Regions from separate parts of the Bos taurus genome. Here region 1 is linked to region 2. Evidence: chromatin contacts called from public Hi-C data. All regions are on one chromosome and are shown on one strand. Each heading gives the region's core, a stretch centred on a gene start, on an enhancer-like site or on the middle of the called end of the contact. The rest is flanking DNA. Distances are from core to core; before and after follow the strand shown.

Region 1 (3,863 bases), core at 1,254-3,753, 340 kb after region 2:
GTGATTGCGACCCTCAGACTTCAACCCATGATAGAATTTACAGTACATAGGGCTTGAAGGTCCCCAGTACTTCTATTCTTCATTGGCTTTGCCAGGTGTGATAACCTTTGTCCCTTAGGCAATGAGCTTCTTCATGGGGAGAGCCAGTCAGTATTTGTCAGTGTATGCTCAGCATCTAGCACAATGCCTGGCATACAGTAAGCACTCAATAAATGGCTGATGAAATCCAAACTCTCCTCTCCATTTCCACAATTGTTGTCCTAGTTCCAAGTATTATCGTCTCACACCTGGATTATTGCAAGAACCTGCTCAGTGGCCTTTTTCCAGTCTTTCTTTCCCATGCATTGACCGCACTGCCAGCTCAGTTAACTCTTTCAATATCAACAGGGCACTAAAGAATAGTTAGAGACAACCCATTACAAGAAAAAGTCATGAAAACTTCAATTTCCCTTCTAGTTTCACTTCCCTTGACTCTGCCCCTTCTCCTGTTGCCCCCTACCAGACGATGGGCATCAATTGCCCTAGTTGCACTGAACTATCACAAGTTCCTTAATATGCTTTGTACTGTCAAATGTTTGTCTTTGGGTGAAATAACCTTATTTGGAAGTCTCCTACTCATGGGTCAAAACTCAGCCCAAATTACATCTCCTCTGTCAAAACTTCCAGAACTGTCTGAATCAAAAGGGAACCTCACCCATTCCTTTGCTTTGTGTTCTCTTAGCCCTTTCTTTAAATCTCCACTTGGCTGTTTAAACTCTCACTGCACAAGCATGCGTGTGCAAGAAATGATGTCCTTATTTCTCTCATTAAGTCTAACTTCAAGCCACCTCCCCAAGGGCTGGTGGGAAGAAATCTCAATCACTGTGGGCCGTCCTGCTTCCACCCTCCTTAGGATTTCACAAGGACTTGGGACCCCAGGATAACAAAGAAAGGTTCTCTTCATACTCGTACCGTCTGAGATACTTGTCAGTGTCTAAGACTGCCACTCTCGGTATAGTCTTTGCTGAGGCTGGGGATCCAGACCTTAGGGGCACTGAGTCCCCATTCCCACTTGGGCCTTTGCCACATCAAAAGAACTGTAGACCTGTGACCCCAATGCCTTATTGCTTCTGCCTCTACTCCTAAGGTAATCTCCAACTTTGGAGAGGGTTATAGGAGCCAGGCAGTTAACTTAAATGAGTGATGTTGGCTGAGAATAAGACCATAGAGAATGACAGGGGTCACAGTGAACTGGAGGTTGTACCCCCGTAAGAGAGGCAGACATTACTCCAACTAATTGTAGCCAGGTGAAAAGGTCGCCCAGGACTTCCAGGTCACTGGACTTAGAATCTGAAGTCTAGATTTTAATGTGAAATCTACTCCCAGAATGTTGGCAACTATTTTTAAAAATCTCAAAACACTATTCCTTATAAATGAAGCATGTCTGTCAAAAGTATTAGCCTGGGGAAGTCACTCTGAGACGTCTGCTTTAAAGGAGGGTGGCAGTGGGGTGGGAGGAAGGCATGATGAGAGGTTTTCTTCAAGCATTTAACCCCAAACGTCCCTGATACAAGTAGCCCTGAAGCTATTCTTGAAAATGGGTGAAGGGAAAAATGCAATGAGAACATTGATAATGTCTCAATAAATTACCCTGTCACCCTGGGATTGTTCACATTGTGTTGTAATTAACTGGGTGTGTCTTCCACACCCAAACATTGCTCCTGCTCAGATTGGCACCATCTCCAGCCTCTCTTGGACTTCGCTGCTGTGACTGTTGATTTGTCCTTAGCTCCTTCTCATATTTCCTTAATGACCCTCTGTCTCAGACCTTTGTCCCACTTACCTCAAGTCCTCTGCGAATCTTCCCAGTCTCGGGAAACTCCTACTTCAAATCATAAGGCATCATCTCCCCAGCTCTCACCCTTCCTACCTACCTCCTTCCACACCCTCGTTTTCCTTCCTGCCACTACAGAGGAAAACGTCACCCTTCTGTTCAGAGCCAGCCCTTCGATTTGTGTCACTGATGACTGTTAAACCACCACTCTCCTTTCCACACGGTGAGTCCAGATTTCTGTTAAAGGAGTTCTGTTATTCATTCATCATTGTATTCCTGGAGTCTAGTACACTGTCAGGGACAGGCAAGATGCCTAATAAACATTTACCAAATAAAGTGTGAAAGTGTTAGTCTCTCAATCGTGTCTGACTCTTTGCAACCCCATGGACCACAGCCAGCCAGGCTCCTCTGTCCACGGAATTCTCCAGGCAAGAATAATGGAGAGTAAAACGTAACCACCCCCACTTTCTTTTTAAAATCTGGGGGCTATAGCCCAGTTCCTAAAAAATTGTCTAGATACGTAAGACAACTGTTGACACCCGATGCTTCATGTGTATTGATGTAGAGACAGTAGTTTCCCCTGACTCTTGAGTGTGGGCTAAATTTGGAGGAGATAATCCAGGCCCAAATGTGGCTGGCAGGCTAGGGAGTTCCTCCTGGGTCAGGGCGGTGCCCTGACTCCAGCTGTGAGTCTGCTGTATTAATACCTCCTATTTGTCTTCTCTGATTACTGCTGGTGAGGCTGGCTTCTGGCACTTGCTGAGGAGAGCAATGGGGAAGCCTCCACGTCCAAAGTGTCACATTGCTCTCTGTCCCCTTGGGTTCCACCTAAGGACACCACTGCTGAGTTACCAGATTGTCCCCTGGAGAAAGACTATAAAAGCACTAAGCTTTCTTACCTCTTATATGTTTTGAGACATTTTTCTATTCTCTTTTCCTCCAACTTTAAAACCTTTAAAAAATATATTTTGATGGTATTTTAAAGTCTGTATAAATTAATTATATTTATCTTTAATCCTATTCTCATATTCTATTTTATATCTTCCTTATTACCCTGTTCACCTTCAACCTTTTTTAATTTTGATCTTCATCTGTTTAAAATTATTTCATAATTAACTTTCATTCTTATGTTAATTTTAATAGTTATTTTAACCTTCTACTGCTAAGTCACTTCAGTCCTGTCCGACTCTGTGCGACCCCATAGACGCCAGCCCACCAGGCTCCCCCGTCCCTGGGATTCCCCAGGCAAGAACCACTGGAATGGATTGCCATCTCCTTCTCCAATGCATGAAAGTGAAAAGTGCAAGTGAAGTCGATCAGTCGTGTCCAACCCTCAGCGACCCCATGGACTGCAGCTGTCCATGGGATTTTCCAGGCAAGAGTACTGTAGTGGGGTGCCATTGCCTTCTCCTTTAACCTTTTAGTATCCTTGCAAATTTTACTTTCTTGTTCTCATCTATATTCAGCTTATTTTGTAGTCCAAGTTGTACTTCGGTTTTGTAAATTTTTATAATTCTCCTGGTTTAAGATTTCACCTTCTATTCCTTGAAGAGTTTCTTATTTCTCAGTTTTCAGCTTTTAATTGGTTTTAAGTCTTCCAGAATCTTTTAGGATCACATTTTAATCTGTATTCTCTCTTCCCTTCCTTTTTGGCTCTGTAATTTTCTACATTTTCTCTTATTTATTATCTGTCAATCAGTCTAGTTCAAATAAATTTTTTTGTAAGAAGCACATTGAAATTAAGAAAATATCTGTCCCCCACTGCCAGCCATCACTGAAAGTACATTTTTTTTTACATTCATGTTTTTTTGACACAGCTTTCTGTGCAATCTTGATTTTCATATTGTGTATTTTTTAATCTATGGTTTCTAATGTTTTAATTAATTTCTTTTGGTTGCAAGGAACAGACTCACTCCAGTTCCCTCAAGTGATGGCATTTTATTTTAAGAATGAATATGCAAAAGAGGAGACAGGAGTCTCAGCCACTCTGCAGGCCAGGTATCATGCCTATCCTATGGACTGTCTTCAGCAAGAGCTGAAACTGTTACGC
Region 2 (3,821 bases), core at 391-2,890:
CAAAACACAAGCATCCAATTCCTCCTCCCTAAGTTTCTGTTTCTGTGTTTAATGAGACCATCCTTTCCCAAGTGACCGCTGCCTGGAAGCTTCAGTCTGGTGCTTAACGTTGCCATCTCCTTCCTATCGAGTCCCCCTAGTTCCTGTTCTTTCATCCTTTTTATTCTCACAGCCATTACTCTAATTCAGACTCATAGCACTTCATGCCTGAATTATTGCAACTGCCTCCTAAGTGGTCTTCCTACATCTAGTCATTCTCTCCTCTTCAGTTCACCCACTATATCACTGCTAAGACCACTTGTCAGAAATCACTGCTTTGAATAGTTTCTCCCCTACCCCAACTTAAGATCGCCACAATCCTCCATTGCCTGCCAGCTAAAATCCAAACTCCTTAGAGCTTTCAGAGAGCTCCCAGTTTATCTCCAGCCATATCTTACACTCCTCTACATACTGCTATTCATCTTTAAGCAAAATTTTTTTTTTAACTCTGGGGCTCTCTGTCCATGCCTTGTGAAATGCCAATCTCCTGCTGTCTTACTCTATTGAATAGTCACGGCAAACTCAGTATCTGCATTAATTAAAAGGGCTCCCCTCTCATTATCCTTATTATTAAAAGTTCTCTCTCTGTTTTGATCTCTTTGTGCCACTCGTGTGGCTTTTATCATGTGTTAATTTGTCTGGTTATTTAAGTCCATGTTTTATCTCATACTATTTTGCCGACTAGATGGTGAATCACCTTCCTTCTGTATGAAATTCTCCAGTGCCTCCTCATAGCTTTCTGTATAAAGTTTAAACTCTTCACCTGGGTGTATGATTCTTGCAATAATCTGGCCCCTACCTGCTTCTCTTCTTACAGCTCCCATATTCATCTGTATACCCCAGAGGCCCAGCCATTCCTGGTCTACTATGTTTTTTGGGGGGTGGGCTGCACTAGCAGCATGTTAATCTTAGTTCTGCAATCAGGAATAGAAACCACATCCCTTCCATTGACCGTACGGAGTCTTAACCACTGAACCACTAGGGAAGTCCCAAAGCCCAGCCATCCCAATCCATGTGTCATTCCGCAAACACTCCAGATACTTTCATGCCTGTTTGCCTTTGCTCATCCCATTTTATGTGCCTGGTATGTCTTCATTCATCTTATTGACGAAGGATGCCCCTCTTTCAGTAGTCAACCCAGGTGCCACCTTCTCTAGGATGCTGTCCATGACGCCCCAGCCCATGAGATGCATATCTATCCTGCTTCCTTGGTACCCAGGCCTTGCCTTTGTTCGTATGCTGACCTGTGTTTCCTAGAGGACCATGAGTTTCCTGGGGGTTGCAACACTTTCATCTTCTCACCTATATTTCCAGTGCCTAGCCCAGGGGCTCTTGATGAAGTGAAATGAGGCAGGCTTGGCATGGGGAAAGCCAGCTGGTTATGTAGGTAAGTGTCCACCAGGTGGCATTTACTTAGGTGAGTTCACCATGACTCAGGGCCTGGCTCTCAGCCTGAATGCCCGGGAGCTTGGCTCAACAAATCGTGAATAGATCCATCTCATAAAGGTAGAAACTTATTATCCACACTCACAGAGCCTGCTATGTGAAATCAGCATGCTTATGCACTAGTTATGAAGTGAGTGGACTGGGCTTTTGCTGGCATTGACCCTGACCTGGGCACTCTGCCTTTGTTTGCATGTCACACAGGAAGCCAGTTCTCCTCATGTGTTGGCGGCCAATCTATTTTACTTCACAATGGCTAATCACGTGAGTTGCGTGTGGATTGTACTGGCTCGCCTCCCAAAGAACAAACAACCTCACTTCTCAATTATTGGGGAGAAATGGGCGCACTTTCCTGTAGCTTCTGTGAACTGATTAACCCACATGTAATAAGTCTTTAGTAAACACTGGTGTCGTATGATCAGGCAGTTGCTGATTAGATAAATAAAAGCCACTAGATAGAAAATTATTTGAAAGTCTAACCGTGGCAAAGTAGCATAAGACATACTACACAAGATGGCACTGCTGGAAAACCATATTTCTCTTCAAAATTTCCTTTACCTCTTTTACATGTTTCTAACTTTTCTTCACATGCCTCTTGCCATCACCACCACCAGGCACTGGGACCTAGCCAAGCACTTTGCACACTGAGCTTTCTCTCTGTCTTCTCTGCCTTGCTTGTCTCTTCTGCTGCTCTGACGGCTGTCACCACAAGCTTCCCCTCCTCCACATCTATTCTGTCTCCAAAAGCAGTTTCATTTCTTCCACTTTCTAAGTCAGAATATGCCTTGATGCTCACCTCTGAGGTTCACGGTCCAGCGCAGGCTCTGCCAGTATCTTCAATGCCACATTTAGTGCTTGCCCACCTCTGACTTCCGCCCTTCTCTCAAGGTGTATGTTCTGCTTTTTTTATTTTTATTTTTTGCTGTTCAAAGCAAATTTATTTATTGTTCCTAATCAACACTATTAATAAATCCGGGATTCTGTATGTTATGGATTTTTCTTAACCACTAGATAGGTCAGAATTAGAATAAATGGTGAGCAGTGGGGTATGAAAACGTTTGATTTTTCAAGGGAGTCATATTTTTCCATCAGTTCCACTTCAGAATATTTTACTATGTATTTTTCCCCTCATCTTTCTGATTTTGAATTTCACTATGTAACTGATTTTAAAAAACAAACGAACTGGTATTCCACTATGGAGAACAGTATGGAGGTTCCTTAAAAAACTAGGAATAAAACTATCATATGACCCAGCAATCCTGCTACTGGGCATATACCCTGAGATGTATGTTTTAGAAAGAAACAACTCTGAGTAAAGGGAAAATACCAGATCCGCCATCCATGTGATGTTAAAGTCAGCTTACAAGAAGAAAGCCAGCCTTTCATAACAAAGTACCAAAGAAACTATAATGGATCATGTACACAAAATTAGAAGGATTCTTTTCCCTTTGGTAGTGGTGATTTTTACACTCACACCATAACATGCAGACTGGCTACATAATTCCAAAATTCAGCACCATTATGGTTTTTTAATCTAACGAGAAAAATACATTTCTTCTCACTTCTCAATTTAAGACATCTTGATTCTAATTCCCAACTTGGTGTGAACTTTTTATAATTTTAAATGACTGAGAGATTACTACCAATTTTAGTAATTTTATCTTAAAAAAAATAAAACTAGAAATTTTTCTGTCACATAGTAATTTTTTTCCTCTCTCTATTTGTCCCTGAATATTTTCACATCTGGAGGAGGACTTGGCAACCCACTCCCGTATTCATACCTGAAGAGTCCCATGGACAGAGGAGCCTGGCGGGCTATGGTCTCCATAGAGTCACAAAGAGTCAGACACGTCTGAAGTGACTTAGCATGCACATGTTCGCATAAACACATTCACATAAAGTAAATTATTCACATGAAACAAATTGTTCACATCAATGCATTGTAGCACTGTGCTAGTCATTCAGAAAGTGTAGTCACTTACCAAAGAAATGAAATAATATCTGCCCTCAACTTGCAAGCACTTACTATGCGTATGCCAATCTCTGTGCCAAGTCTTTTACATACCTTAAATAAAATCCTTAAACAACCCTCCAAAGAGTTTAATCCTTAAACAGATTTCCCCATTTTACAGATGAGTACACTGAGGTTAATAACTTGCCCAAGTCCCAGTTCTGGAACAGAGTAGAGTTTGAAGCTGGGCTCGCCTAGCTTTCTTTTACACATTCTTTCCCCTGGGTGAGTTGATTGTTTTCAGAAGGTTTTATGGAACTCCCCCCACACCACGACAATGCCCAATGAATAGTAACTTTCTTATATTTCATCCTTTTCATTCTGTCAT

The links. Hi-C and Micro-C count contacts between places; a contact is called where the count stands out from the background.
Region 1: a contact with region 2 is called in a Hi-C map of skeletal muscle, with 4 times the contacts expected there. The contact joins two enhancer-like sites. A contact is called at or near these places in 3 of 11 Hi-C or Micro-C datasets (blood, liver and skeletal muscle).

What each region holds. Positions count from the first base shown.
Region 1 is chr5:83,831,713-83,835,575 of ARS-UCD2.0, forward strand. No RefSeq gene overlaps it. Among named protein-coding and RNA genes, the nearest start is that of MIR2436, 4.6 kb to the left of the region's middle. Within about 2 kb of position 2,504, at least 8 of the 102 cell types and tissues checked have an H3K27ac peak or open chromatin away from gene starts, as enhancers often do. A contact at or near this core is called in skeletal muscle, where this site is marked.
Region 2 is chr5:83,490,096-83,493,916 of ARS-UCD2.0, forward strand. The region is part of intron 52 of ITPR2 (inositol 1,4,5-trisphosphate receptor type 2); the gene reads left to right. Among named protein-coding and RNA genes, the nearest start is that of TRNAG-UCC, 28 kb to the right of the region's middle. Within about 2 kb of position 1,641, at least 14 of the 102 cell types and tissues checked have an H3K27ac peak or open chromatin away from gene starts, as enhancers often do. A contact at or near this core is called in skeletal muscle, where this site is marked.